2 separate regions of the Mus musculus genome follow, and region 1 is linked to region 2. Evidence: chromatin contacts called from public HiChIP or PLAC-seq data. All regions are on one chromosome and are shown on one strand. The core of a region is the stretch at or near the end of the contact, and the rest is flanking DNA. Distances in the headings are between cores, read along the strand shown.

Region 1 (6,602 bases), core at 704-3,203, 110 kb after region 2:
CCCCATCATCCTCAACAGTGTCTGATGCTAGGGCAGGTGCAACTGTATTACACTGAGCACACGTGGAATGAAGCACTGCTTCTGTTCATCTTCAGGAAGTCCTCCTTTTCTGCTCCTTCACTAGCCCATCCTAATTCTTGTAATTCTCAGTCTCAAAGATGCCTTCTTTCTGCACTCTGACTTCTTAAACACACGGTCTGATTGGAAGAGAGGAAGTTTCAGAAGGCAAGAATTCTGGTAAATATTGCCTTAAACTTCAAACTCATAAAAATCAGTACTAACTGAAAGAATCTAGCTCTTTATAGAGTTACTTAATACAATGGGTTTGCCCATGCCTTGATAATGAAAGTAAGGTGTTTGCTTTTTCCTCAAAACCATTTGTCATGATTAGATTATAAGCTATATAAAAGATTAATTTAACATCCTATCAAATGACCTGGGCGTCGAGGTTCACACTGCAATCCGAGAACAGGGGGAGGCTAAGGAAGAAAGACCAGTTTTTAGGCAGAACGGTTTGGAGCCTGCTTGGTGACAATTCCTCTTCTCACCAATAGTCCTATGGATGTAAGACCACCTACAGTCCACCAGTTTCCATGGAGAACAGCTCTGGTACAGAAGTACAATATGAGTTTGTGGCCAGCGTCTCTACACAGGTAGTGAGTTCTGGGGTAACCAAGTTACACAGTGAGAACTTGTCTCAGAAACAAAACCAAAAAAACCCTGAAATCATGTCAAGTGGACCATGGGGATGTCTGAAAAGATGGAGCAGACACAGCACTGTTACTTTAACAGATTTAAAACTGACAGACAAGATTTCTGCCGAGTTTTCTGCCGAGGCCCATGATAAGTACTGATGTTCACACAGTGCCTTATATGAGGCAGACACTATCATAAACTCACTATGTAGACGTAGATTTGAACAAAGTTACATACTTTGTAACTCAATGTCTAACGTTATAATGGGAAACCATTGCATTCAGTACTTTGAGACCATTTCTCATATTTCGAAGGGCAAAAGAATGACAGAGTAGTCCAGACAAATGCCATTTCAATTTCCTATTTAATAAAAATATTATGACTCCCACAGCCTCTCTTCCAGACACAGATTTCTGAAATCAACCTAGTGTTTGCCTTTCCCAGACACATAGAAATGAAGATACAACACAGAATGTGAAAATGTGCTAATAACTGAAAAGCCAGAAAGAGTCTTTCTCTGATCTCTTCATTCCAGGAGCCTGTCCTGTTCTGGTCTGCAAAGGACATTTCATTTGAACAGCCGCTTTTAGGCTGAAAGGGTTGGTATCTGTTCAGGTGACAATTCCTCTTCTCATCACAGGGTCCACGACAGTCTTGATCTGAGCGCCTGCATCCACAACTAGTTTCTGGTAGAGAACAGCTCTGGTGCAGATGTACGGTTCCCCAGGGACGGGGTTAAAGGAGATTGTCAACAAGTCCAACGAGTCCACCCCTTCTACGCAGGGCCGAGCAGTCGCTGTGCAGCCCTCGGTGCAGCCCGCCGGGCAGCGCACTCTCCTCCCGCGGCATTTCTGCCCGGCCTTCCCCAACCTCCCCTACTGCACTGCCAGTCCTTGGTCACCCACCGTCCAGTCCATCCCGTCCTGAGTCTCCAGACTCGGTCCCCGGCTCTCACCCACCTCCCGCCACCCTCACCTCTCGTTCGCCGCCGGCCCGGGTGTGTCGGCCGGAAGCCCCGCGGCAGGTTCCTCGCTGAGCATTGAGACCCTGCGGCTTCTCCTCCGAGGTCGGGGCTGCTTCTGAGCCGCCGGCTCTGGCTCCATGTCCGGAGAAGGGGGGTTGGTGGGGCGGTGGCCCAGTGCCCAGGAGACCGATCGTGGCGGGCACAATGCCCGCCAGCTTCTGCGAGGCAGCAAGTCGCCTTCTAGCAGAGAGCGGCTACCGCCGTCATCCGGGGATTTGAAAATGGCGGCTGCCCAGAGATCGGCCAATCAGAGAGTGGGAAGCGGTTGCTAGGCTACGTGGAGTCCCGCCCTAATCAGAAGACTTCATACCAAACTTTTAGGAGCTCCAGTGACAAAGGGAAAGTGGTAAGGTGAAAGTTAGGAATTTGGGGATTTATTTTAACTACACACCTTACTCCTGAAAGGCAGTCTCTATTCACTAGAACTTTCACTTGCAGGGCAGGAAAATGGATCGGAAGCTGTTTATCATTTGTTGTTGTTTAGCGTTAGACAGGATGAAGGTATTGACCCCAAAGCAAGAGGCAGTTGGACGTATAAACACTAAGTTATACATGTGGAATATATTCCCAATTGCCAAAGACAATACTTTGTTCTCCAGGATGTCTCTAGAGAACCAGTGAAATCTAGTTATGTACTCCTGTCTTTCAGTAAGTAGGACACAGTCGCTTTACCGAATGGAAAGGGCTGCTTTCTCTGCTTGCAAGACTGCAAAACGTGCAGCATGAAACAAGGGACCCTGCTCAGGTTATTATGTGAAGATTGGTAAATAAAAACGTTCTCTGATTTTAAATATCGCTAATGGTCTTAAATGTAGTCTCTCTTGTATACAGGGAGATATTAATGATGTTGTGTATAATAGAAAAATTAAAGGCAATCTAAATGAATGACTGGGAGATGTCTAAATATAACTGATTAACTGTGAAGACTGCATTCAGCCGATAAAGAAATGGTCTTCTTCAGGGAATACCATTGGTTAGCCAATACTAACAGCTAGCCCTGAAAACATACAAATAACATCATACAGACTGAGCTGGCTGTATTTGTGTATTTAGGAACATATATGTATAACATATTGTTACATATTGACTATGTAACAATAATTAATAAAAAGAGTCCATGAATGTGAAAGATAGCAAGAAGGGGTATAGGAGAGAGTTGGGAAGGAGAAAAGAGAAGGGAGAAAATGGTGTGATTATATTATAATCTTGAAAATAAAAGAAAATTAAAAATAAGAGGTATATAGTAAAACAAAACATTGTGATTTTAACTGAAAGCATAAAATATGAAATATAGAACAATGATGGCTAGTTTTATGTCAATTTAGAAAAATTCTGTTTTAGGGTTTTACTGCTGTGAACAGACACCATGAAAGAGACAGCCCTTATAAGGACAATATTTAATTGGGGCTGGAATACAGATTCAGTCCATTATCATCAAGGCAGGAACATGGCAGCATCCAGGCAGGCATGGTACAGGAAGAGCTGAGAGTTCTATATCTTCATCTGAAGGCTGCTAGCAGAATACTGGCTTCCAGGCAGATAGAACAAGGGTATTCAAGCTCACACCCACAGTGACACACTTACTCCAACAAGGCCATGCCTCCAAACAGTGCCACTCCCTGGGCCAAGCATATTCAAACCATGACAAACCCTCTCTAATATTAGGCGGTAGGTAAGTCTATAGAACATTTTCTTAATTAGTAGTTGATGGGAAATAGGCCAGCCCATCATGGCTATACCATTCTTGGGCTGGTAGTCCTGGGTTCTGTAAGAAAGTAGGGAGAGGAAGACATGACGAACAAGCTAGTAAGCACTCTTCCACGGCCTCTGCGTCAGCTCTTGCCTCCAGGTTCCTGCACTGCTTGGGTTCCTGTCCTGACTTCCCTTGATGATGAACTGTGATATAGAAGTGTAAGCTGAATAAACCCTCCTCAAGTTTTTTTCCCCCTCTGTCACAGTGTTTTATCACAGTAATAGAAACCCTATGACAAATCATGAAGTGATTTGTGAGGGGAGTGTGAGTAAAATAAGCCCTCCCCCCTCCAAGTTGCTTTTGATAATGGTGTTTCATCATAGAATAGTAATCCTACCCACAAAAGAACTATAATTAATTATAAATCACTCTTTGTAATTATACAGAATAGAAAGTTGAGATTAATTAAATTTTTCTAGGTGGTAAGACTTTTGGCACTTAAAAATGCTTTTTATTTTTATTTTCTTGATTTAAGAATTCTTAAACAGAGTGAGATACTGGAGAAAATATTGCGTTTAGCAAATACAATGTAAATACAGAAATGTCATCCAAAACAATTGATCTCTATGCCGAGTTTGGTAGAATGAAGATATTTTAGTGGAACCACACACTTTTACACACAGAAGCAAGTTAGTTTGTCTCTATTCCTGAAGATACTGAAGCTGGTTTTGGTGTTATCACCAGAAGTTATTAGGGAACATTTACTATCAATGTGATAGATAATAAAAGATGCTGATATGGGGACTTCATGGAAGTTGTGCACTGCATGGAAATTGTGCAGGAAAATTCTTTCAATATTCATTCACTTGGGAAGTTGTTACTTTTTTTTTAGCTACTCATACATATCTATTGAATATCTACAATAAAATACTAGACTTTCAGCTAGGTTGTACCATAAGAAAAGGAATTGAAGGCCCATGGTATATTGAAGCACGTGGAAGGAAGCTGGACTTTTTACTTGTTGATGTTCTGTTGTAATAAAACACTCTGACCAAAGCAACTTACCAAAGGATGAGTTTATTTGGGCTTATGGTCTGTTGTTGTTGGGAGATGTGGCAGCAAGCTTCAGGAACAGTGTTAGGAGAAAAAAAATGATCATATCTTTGACTACAACTACAAGGTAGAGAGGGAACTGGAAATGGAGTGTGCTATGAACTCCAAAAGCCAGACCCTAGTGACATACTTTCTTCACCCAAGGGTCCACCCATAAACATTCCTAAATGGCACCACCAACTGGGGACCAGGTGTTTGAAGACTAGAGCCTATGAAGGACATTTGTCACTCAAATCACCATAACTACATATTGAGAGTTGGTCACAAAACCTTGGAAAAGGCCAGTGAAACCCTACAAATGTATAATAGATTGATCTTCTATTGTCTAAATGACCTGTCCCTCTGCTTCCTGGATTCAGTATTTTTCACTGTCTAGGACAGAACTAAATACATGACCTGCGAATCATTGAATCTTCAACTCTGGACAAATGGTTCCTCTGTTATAACATAGTTTTTTCAGGTTAGGGTGGAGAAAATTGGTAGGCCTGTAGGTATTTTCTTAATTAGTGATTGATGGGGGAGGGACCAGTCCATCATAGGTGGTGCCATCCCTGGGCTGGTGGCCTTGGGTTCTATAAGAAAGAAGACTAAGCAAGCCATGAGGAGCAGGCCAATAAGCAGCACTCTTGTGTGACTTCTGCTTCAGCTCTTGCCTCCAGGTTCATATACCGCTTGAGTTCCTGTCCTGACTTCCTTTGATGATGAACCGTGTTGTGGGAGCATAAAATAAACCCTTTCTTCTCCAACTTGATTTTTGGTCATGGTGTCATTGCAGTGTGTGTGTGTGTGCTTGACTATCTTAGTAAAAGACATTGAAGACTTAAAAGTCTGAGTTATGTTCCTAATGGGTGGAAAGGATGGAAGGAGATGGGAAGGATTTGGGTGAAATAAGGGCAGAACGACAATGGCCAGTGATTTCTAGAGCCCATCAATGGAGGATCATCAAACAGTACTTCAAAAATGTTCAGGATATTAGTCAGAATTATTTTTCAGAGCTGAGTGATTTAAACAAACAAACAAACAAACAAACAACCCCAAATCACTAGTTTGTTGCTGAGAGGTTTTTTTTTTCTTAGATAAATAAGGTTTCACAAGCTCGTAATCTCAAGACTTGGGAGGTAGAGGCAGGAAGATGGGGAGCTCAGGTTAAATTGGTCCACATGTTAAGACTTTGTCTTAAAGAGCCAAAACCAGAGCTGGAGAGGTAGCTCAGCAGTTAAGAGAACTTGTTGACCTTGTAGAAGATACAAGTTTGGACTTCAGTATCCACATTGAGTAGCCTACAACTGCCTTTAACTCCAGTTTAATCCAATGCCTTCTTCTTACCTACACTTGTGCCCACGCATATTGGGCCCATGGCCATACACACCCACACACACAAAATAAACATAAATCTCAAAAACAATGAACTCAAACAAAAACAAAACCCAAAGCCAACAGAAATTCAAGGCGGCTCTTTTGGTTGGTTGTATGTGAAGAACTGGCCACTGAAATTACATTTACTAAAAAAAAATACTAAAATAAAAAAACCTTAAGAAACAAATGGTAATGAAAGGGAATCCTAAGAGCAAGCACCATGCTTTTATCAGCTTCATTTTCTTCATTCTTTGAAGACTTAAGCATAGCTACCAAGTGTGTCTAAACCAGTGCTGTATGCATATAGGATTTATTTCAAGGATTTGCTGTATGTGGTTGTAGAAGCTGTGGGATCTGCCATCAGCAGGTGCTCTGTGGGCTGGAACCCTTGACTAGGAGCTGTTGAAGACACAGATGCTGTTATCTACATCAGAATTTTCTTTTTTCTTTGGAAAGTCTCAATGTTGGTCTTGCAGCTTTTCAACTAATTGCACAAGGAAAACATACATTATGGAGAGTTGCTGTAGTTTATGTGAGAGATGCTTCCATAAAGTTTTAGGAATTTGAACTTGCTTACCAAAGAAAATAAGTATAACAAATTAAAATTAAAGTACTATATTAGCAAAGTAATAGCACAAATCTAGAAAATTCGCCCATGTCTGGGAGTGCTGTTGGACAAAGTGCATGTGTGGGAGGTGCTGGTAGAAAGAGTGCATCTGA
Region 2 (6,685 bases), core at 1,066-3,565:
AGGGCCTACTCCATGATGAATATACTGAGAATATTATTCTTGGACCGATGAGATTACTTACAAGTAAAGTGCTTGCTGTATAATCCTGACAACCTGAGCTCCATTCTTAGAACCCACAGAGGGGGAATGAAAGAAACAACCTCAAAAGGGTGTCCTCTGACTTCCACGTATGCACCATGACACATGTACTCCCCTATACATACCAAATATACAGAATAATAATAAATAAAATTTAAACATATTAATTATTGCCTGAGAATATAGCTCAGTGGTAGAGTGCTTCCTGAGTATGTATAAGGCCCTGGGTTCATTCACCAGTATTGAAAAAAAAAAGAAAGAAAGAAAAGAAAAAGAAATACCATTCTTAAAATCCTCGCCAATGTGGAGAAAGGCCACCATTACTGTCACAGTGAAGGCAAAGGGGTCATGCTCAGCCAAGAGGAAGATCAAGCCTAGAGCATGCACTCAGGTTCCTCAGTTGTAAGACAGGAAGCAAGGAATAGTGGCTACCCTACAGGGTGGCAGCAAGTTCCTATACAGAGTAAGTACCTCTCACTTAGCCAGGATGGTGTGTGGGTCCTGGTATCACGAAGAGGCGCGGCCATGGAGATGATAGAAGGGCTGGATTGCAAGCCAAGGCTGTCCCACTCACAGCAGAGCTAGCCCACCCTCACCATTTTACAAAGGAGGAAACACTGAGGTAACGGGGAGGTGGAGCCAAGGAAGATGGGCGTTTTGATGAGTCCCACTCTAGAGTCCACATCAAAAAAAAAAAAAAAAAAACGTGCATTCAAAACAAACAAACAAACAAAACGGAGGTTGCTGACTGGTTAATCTTCTAGACTTAAGAAATAGTGTTTAATTAGAAGCAGAAAAGAAATAGGAACGTCGTGTCTTATTAACTTATTTATTTCCCTGCAGCTTCCCCCTCTCTTGCATATAAATTTCTTTCCTTTGAGATGAATACAAACATGTTACAATGACCCCCAGCTCTACTCTAAGCTCAGAAAACAAACAAACAAACAAACAAACAAGCATAAAACCAGGATCACAGAGGTTTCTTTGATGGAGACAGACAGGAATAGACAAAGTCCCGTGGAGGGGAAGCGCTGTTGTCCAGAGAGCCTGACCTCAATCATCCAAATCTTCACCATCGCCATCATCCCCACGCCCTGATGCTTTCCAAATCCAACAGACGCAGTCTTCAGCCAAAGATGCCTAAGTACTATGATGTACAAACTGATGGCCACAGGCCACCGTGATGCAAAGCGTTGCGTGCAGGTGACGCCCCCACCCCACCCTCCCCACACACACCGCACACACCAATACAAATGGAGATTCCTGCTGGAAGTAGGCCCTGGAGTTGATCATTTCTGTTGGAAACAGGGCGATGGGGGTGGGGAGAAGAAAAGGAAAGAAAGGAAACAAATAGGAGCCTGGGTCCTTTGGCTTATTATCCATGCAGAGATGGGACATTCTGCTTCAGCTCTTGAGGGCTAGGAGGAGTTGATGCCTGTCTCAGCTGGAGGCATTCTCAGTCAAGGGGAAAGAACTGGTGTGAAGCTGCCAGAATAAGATGCAGAAAGTGAAAGGCAGACTTATGAATGCAGTCCATAGAGCCCCACGGAAACAGGGAAAGACATCTAAGACCTGGGTAAGATTCTCACCAACCGGAGGACAGCTATTATCCAGCCTAGCTTGTAGCCCAGAAGCCTCATGGGCACCTGGCTGTGCCAGTCTGTGGCACAGCCTCATTTGGACACCAGCATGTGGACAAACTCCTCATAGTTCACTTGCCCATCACCATCTGTATCTGCCGCCTGTATCATTTCGTCCACTTCCTCATCGCTCAGCTTCTCCCCCAGCTTGGTCATCACGTGCCTCAGCTCGGCTGCACTGACGAAGCCATTGCCATCCTTGTCGAACACTCGGAAGGCCTCTCGGATCTCCTCCTCGCTGTCAGTGTCTTTCATCTTCCTGGACATCATTGTCAGGAACTCGGGGAAGTCCACGGTGCCGTTTCCATCTTTGTCAATTTCATTCACCATGCCTTGAAGCTCAGCCTCTGTGGGGTTCTGACCCAGGGACCGCATGACAGTGCCCAATTCTTGGGTGGTGATACTGCCATCCCCATCCTTGTCAAACAGAGAGAAAGCCTCTTTGAACTCGGCGATTTGCTCCTCAGTCAGCTGGTCGGCCATGCTAGCAGATCGTGGGTGATGTGGCAGATGTGGCCAGTCTGGTCTAGGCTTCCAAGCGCTAGCTGTGGGCTGGGCTCTTCTCCTCTGCTCTCTGAAGACAGGTGGAGACTGCAAGGGGCGGCTGTCTGGCTGGCTTGACTGGCTGGAGCTTAAGAAGGAGCAGGGTCCTCCCCCATCGTTGGTCTGGTAGGATTGGGCTGCCATGCGTAGACGCCCCCGCCCCTGTGGTTGCCTGAAGGCCAGATCCTGTTTAGACAAGAGTCCAAGAGCAGCAACCAGGCTGGCCTGCTAATTGAGTTGACGCCAGCACTTGTGTGTGAAAGGCAACTTTTCTCGCCAAACACCAGCAGGGCCGGCAGCGGTCACCGCAACACCTTTCATCCAGGTATAGGGAAAACCTTTTAATAAAAACCAAATCCAAAACAAACAAACAACAACAACAAAAACCCTGACCTGGTCTTCTGGCTCTGAGTTTTCCATTTTCCTTTTTGCTTTCTTCATTTTGCACCTAATGCTAAACCAGCCTTCTATTCTGTTCTCAATATAATAACCATACCCCTTTCTTCCACGGGGCTAAAGTTTTCTGCAGGTGAAAAGTAGAAATTGCCTGTGTACTCCTTGTCTTTGATTTCTAAACTTTGTCATTTCCCTGAGTTTTTAGATAGGAATGAGGGTTTTTCTTCAGGTAAAAATAGGGTCATCTTGTCCTTGGAAATGAATGCCTGAGTGGAGAGGAAGTTCTGCCAAAGTGTTTGCATATTATTTACTCACTCACAGTGATGTACTGAGCACCCCATATATGCAAATATTGTTGGAGGCTGAGAAGAATACAGAATGGACACAAGTTCCATGTTCAAAACTTAACGGAGAAGCTGGAATGAGGTCACTGGATAGTTTTGATGTGTGCTACAAAGGAAATGAAAGTCAGTGGGCCATAGTGGTAGTTTATGGCCAAGGACAACCCTTCTGCAGAAAGACCCTTTGGAGTGACCTAGAGAAGGGGAGGACATGGTGGAGCTAAGAGGAAGAAAGGCAGTCAATATGACTGCTGTCTAGTGAATGGAGGGAAGCCAGGAGGGAAAAACAGACAGGAAAGACCTTGCTGGACTCCACTCTCTGATCACAGTACTGTTGGAAGTGTTCCACAAGCCTTTGTTTGATCCCTGCGTGGCATGGAGCCAGAGCAGAAAGTCTCCAGGAGGCATCATAGTCAAGAAGGACCCCAGCTCCTTCGTTTTGGGGGTGGGAGTGGAGGCTAGGGAAATGACCTAAGGAAGAGAGCTTCAATTGATTCCCATTTGGGATTCCTGGATAGGCAAGGATTGGGGCAGGACCATGCTTAGAAAACATATTATACTTATAAGGACTTACAGCTATAAAGAGAGAATATGCCAGACTATCATGTGGATTGCAATTGTTCCCCCTCCGACTCTCCTTCCTTCATGTTAGCGTTTACAATACTAGTACAAACGCTTTCTTCATTCAAGTAGATGGCAGTCTGCTTTTGTTGTTTAGAGGGAGTTCCTGTTCAGGAGAGAAGAGGAGCTGCTTATCTGCCAGCTGATTTACTTCCTGCTCAAAGGGTCCCACAAAGCTGAGGCCTTCAGTGTGTGGGAAAAAGAAAGAAGGAAGGCGTTCACTGTGGGAGAGGCAAGGAAGCAACATACTTCTTCCACTCACCGTAAAATGAACTCCAGGGGAGCAGGGTGTGGACATGGGTGGCTATGGGGACCCAGGGGTGGGGTAGAGGAAGTAAGGCTATGGGTGTCTTAGAAGGCACACAGTGGACAAACACTCCATTTTAGTGGCTAGAAGCGACTTTCCTCTTCTCCACGTTCCTAAATGTTTGGTGGTATGGGAAAGAGGTGCAGGCTAGGAACACCTAGGATACAATTTTTTCTTTCTGTCTTAATAGCAAAGGACTGAACGTGAAATAGAATAAAATAAAATTGATTTGGCATCGATAAGGAGCTACCATTTCTGTTTCTAAGCTGGCGTTTGTCTTCTCTCCTCACAGCCACCCTTACAGATACTGATTTTCTGTGTTAGTTGCTCATCCTAATATCGAAATAGTAGACAGACAATTTGGGGGAGACAGATCAGTGGCCAGGCACTGCCTGGAGAGCCAGATGGCCTAAGTTCAGATCCCCAGAACCTACATTGTGGAAGGAGAAAACTGCCCCACACAATATTCTCTATTCTCTACATGTGTGCTATGTTGTACACACACATACACACACACACAGGTACACACACACACACAGGTACACACACTACACACACACATACACAGGTACACACGCGTACACACACACACACCTCTGCACATAAAAATGTAATAAAATTAATACATATGCATTTTCACATTTAATTTTTTTCATTAAACTATGTGTTTCTGTTATCAAGGGAAATAAAGAAATAAATATTTAAAAGCTACTGTTGATAAAAATGCACGTTTTATTTTTAGTTCTTTTTGAGGTTTATTTATTTTTCATTTTAAATCCATCACCTGCACATTTGCACACATTCTATGTGTGTGCCTGAGGAAGTTAGAAGGTGTCAGACTCCCTGGAACTTGGGATCTAGAGTCAAGGATGGTCATGAGCCATCATGTGGATGCTGGGGGCTGAACTCAAGAGCCCTTTGTGTGTGTGTGTGTGTGTGTGTGTGTGGGTGTATATATGTGTGTGTTTGCATAGTCTCTGCGTGTTTGTGTACATGCCCAGGAACATGTGTAGAGATCAGAGGACAACTTTATAGCGTCTGTCCTCTCTTTTCACGTTTATTCGGGTTTTGGGGATCAATTCCAGGCTACTAGGCCTGCACTGCAATCGCCTTTAGTCACTGAGTCATTTCACTGGCTCTACACTTTGTTGAACTCTGAACATTCTCTTCTTTTTCTGAGGTTAATTAGGATTTGGAGAACCAGATAATTTGAGCAACTTCCCATTTTGGAGAGTATGAGAACATGATGAGCAGTTGTTATAAAGTTAAAAAAAAAAAAGAGCAGAAAAAATGACCCCATCCTCTCAGTTGATGGCCAGAGCAAGGATCTACTGGAAGACAAGGTTAACCACCATTCCCCTCCCCCTCTATCACTACCTGGCAGCTGCATGGGGCATGACTGTACTGGACACGTTGCCAGCTGCCTCCTGGAAAACCAGGGCTTATGTCTCTAGAAAACAATTAACCCATAGCGGACAGCCCCTTGGAAGATGAGGGGTTAAGGCTGGATGGGACAATCCTACTCCTTCAAGAGGACACAGGTAGCTTCGGGTTTCTGGTTTCTGGGGCATATTTTTGTGGGTAGAACATCTAGCCTTTGCCCACTTGCTTTTACAAAAAAAAGGCACATTGAAAGAGAACCCAGGAAAGGCATGAGACAGAATCGCTCTGTATCGTGACTCACAAAGCACTGCCTTGTGGTGGCCATGCTGCTGCAATTCAAAAATTAGGAAACTATGGCAGAGGGAACAGCTCTCATTTCATGGCTTAATCCTTTCCCCGCTGCTCTCGCCCTCCACACTGGCTCCTTTCTTTACAGAAAGGAAAAAAAAATTATGTGGGACTCTGTAGACCACTGGCTCTCAGCCTTCCTGATGCTGTGACCCTTAATAAAGTTCCTCATGTTGTGGTAAACTCCAACATAAAATTATTTTTGTTGCTGCTTCATAACTTTAATGTTGCTGCCGTTGTGAGTCATAATATAAATATCTGTGTTCTCCAATGATTTTAGGTGGTTCCTATGAAAGAATTATTTGATACCAATGGGGGTCGCAACCCACAGGTTGAGAACCTCTGCTCTAGCTATTTAAAAGTTACTGAGAAATATGTTATGTGCATAATTGTTATATATAATTAACATATGTAAATAAAATATTAAAAAGGGAGTTTGAGAGACTAAAGAACTTGATGTGTAAGTGTAAGGATGAAAGTTTGGCTCTAGAACTCATGAAAAGCTAGATGTTGCAATGCAAAGCTATAGTCCCTGCTCCCATGGCAAGATGGGAGACAGACAGGGGCTCAAGGGCCAGCTAGACAGTTATACGCTGCCACAAACAACAAGGAAGACCCTGCCTCAAACAAGGTGGATGGAAAGGACCAATGCCTGATGCCCTCCACTTCCTCATGTATGGTGTGGCAATGTGTCTCTGCCATTACAACAAGAACACACACACTTTTTAAAATTTTTATGTGTGTGCACATGTGTGTTTTGTTTGCATGCATGCCTGAGTACCACCTTTGTGCAGTGCCCACAGGTGTCAGAAGAAATTGTCAAGCCCCTGGAACTGGAGCTACAGATGGTCATGAGATACCATGTGTGTGCTGGGAATTGAACATCTGGAAGAGCAGCCAGTGCTTTTAACTGCTGAGACATTTCTCCAGCTCCAACAAAGAGGCTTTTTATAAAGTATATTAAAAAAGTTATTAAGGACACCAAAGATACTGTGACTATGAGAGATACATGTATCAATATTTATTAT

What was found. HiChIP or PLAC-seq counts read pairs in DNA pulled down with a chosen protein or histone mark.
Region 1: a contact with region 2 is called in an H3K4me3 HiChIP or PLAC-seq map of embryonic stem cells, with 17 read pairs. The contact joins the promoter of Net1 here to the promoter of Calml3 in region 2. A contact is called at or near these places in 2 of 39 promoter capture datasets (embryonic stem cells and liver), 2 of 115 datasets of contacts at active chromatin or transcription factors (embryonic stem cells and trophoblast stem cells) and 1 of 9 other capture datasets (pancreatic islet).

What each region holds. Positions count from the first base shown.
Region 1 is chr13:3,916,267-3,922,868 of GRCm38.p6, forward strand. Net1 (neuroepithelial cell transforming gene 1) reads right to left here and starts at 1,954. Exons shown (of 12, transcript NM_019671.3): 1 at 1,672-1,954. The coding sequence starts at 1,799.
Region 2 is chr13:3,802,003-3,808,687 of GRCm38.p6, forward strand. It overlaps Calml3 (calmodulin-like 3), which reads right to left and starts at 2,316. Exons shown (of 1, transcript NM_027416.3): 1 at 891-2,316. The coding sequence starts at 2,201. The coding sequence ends at 1,752.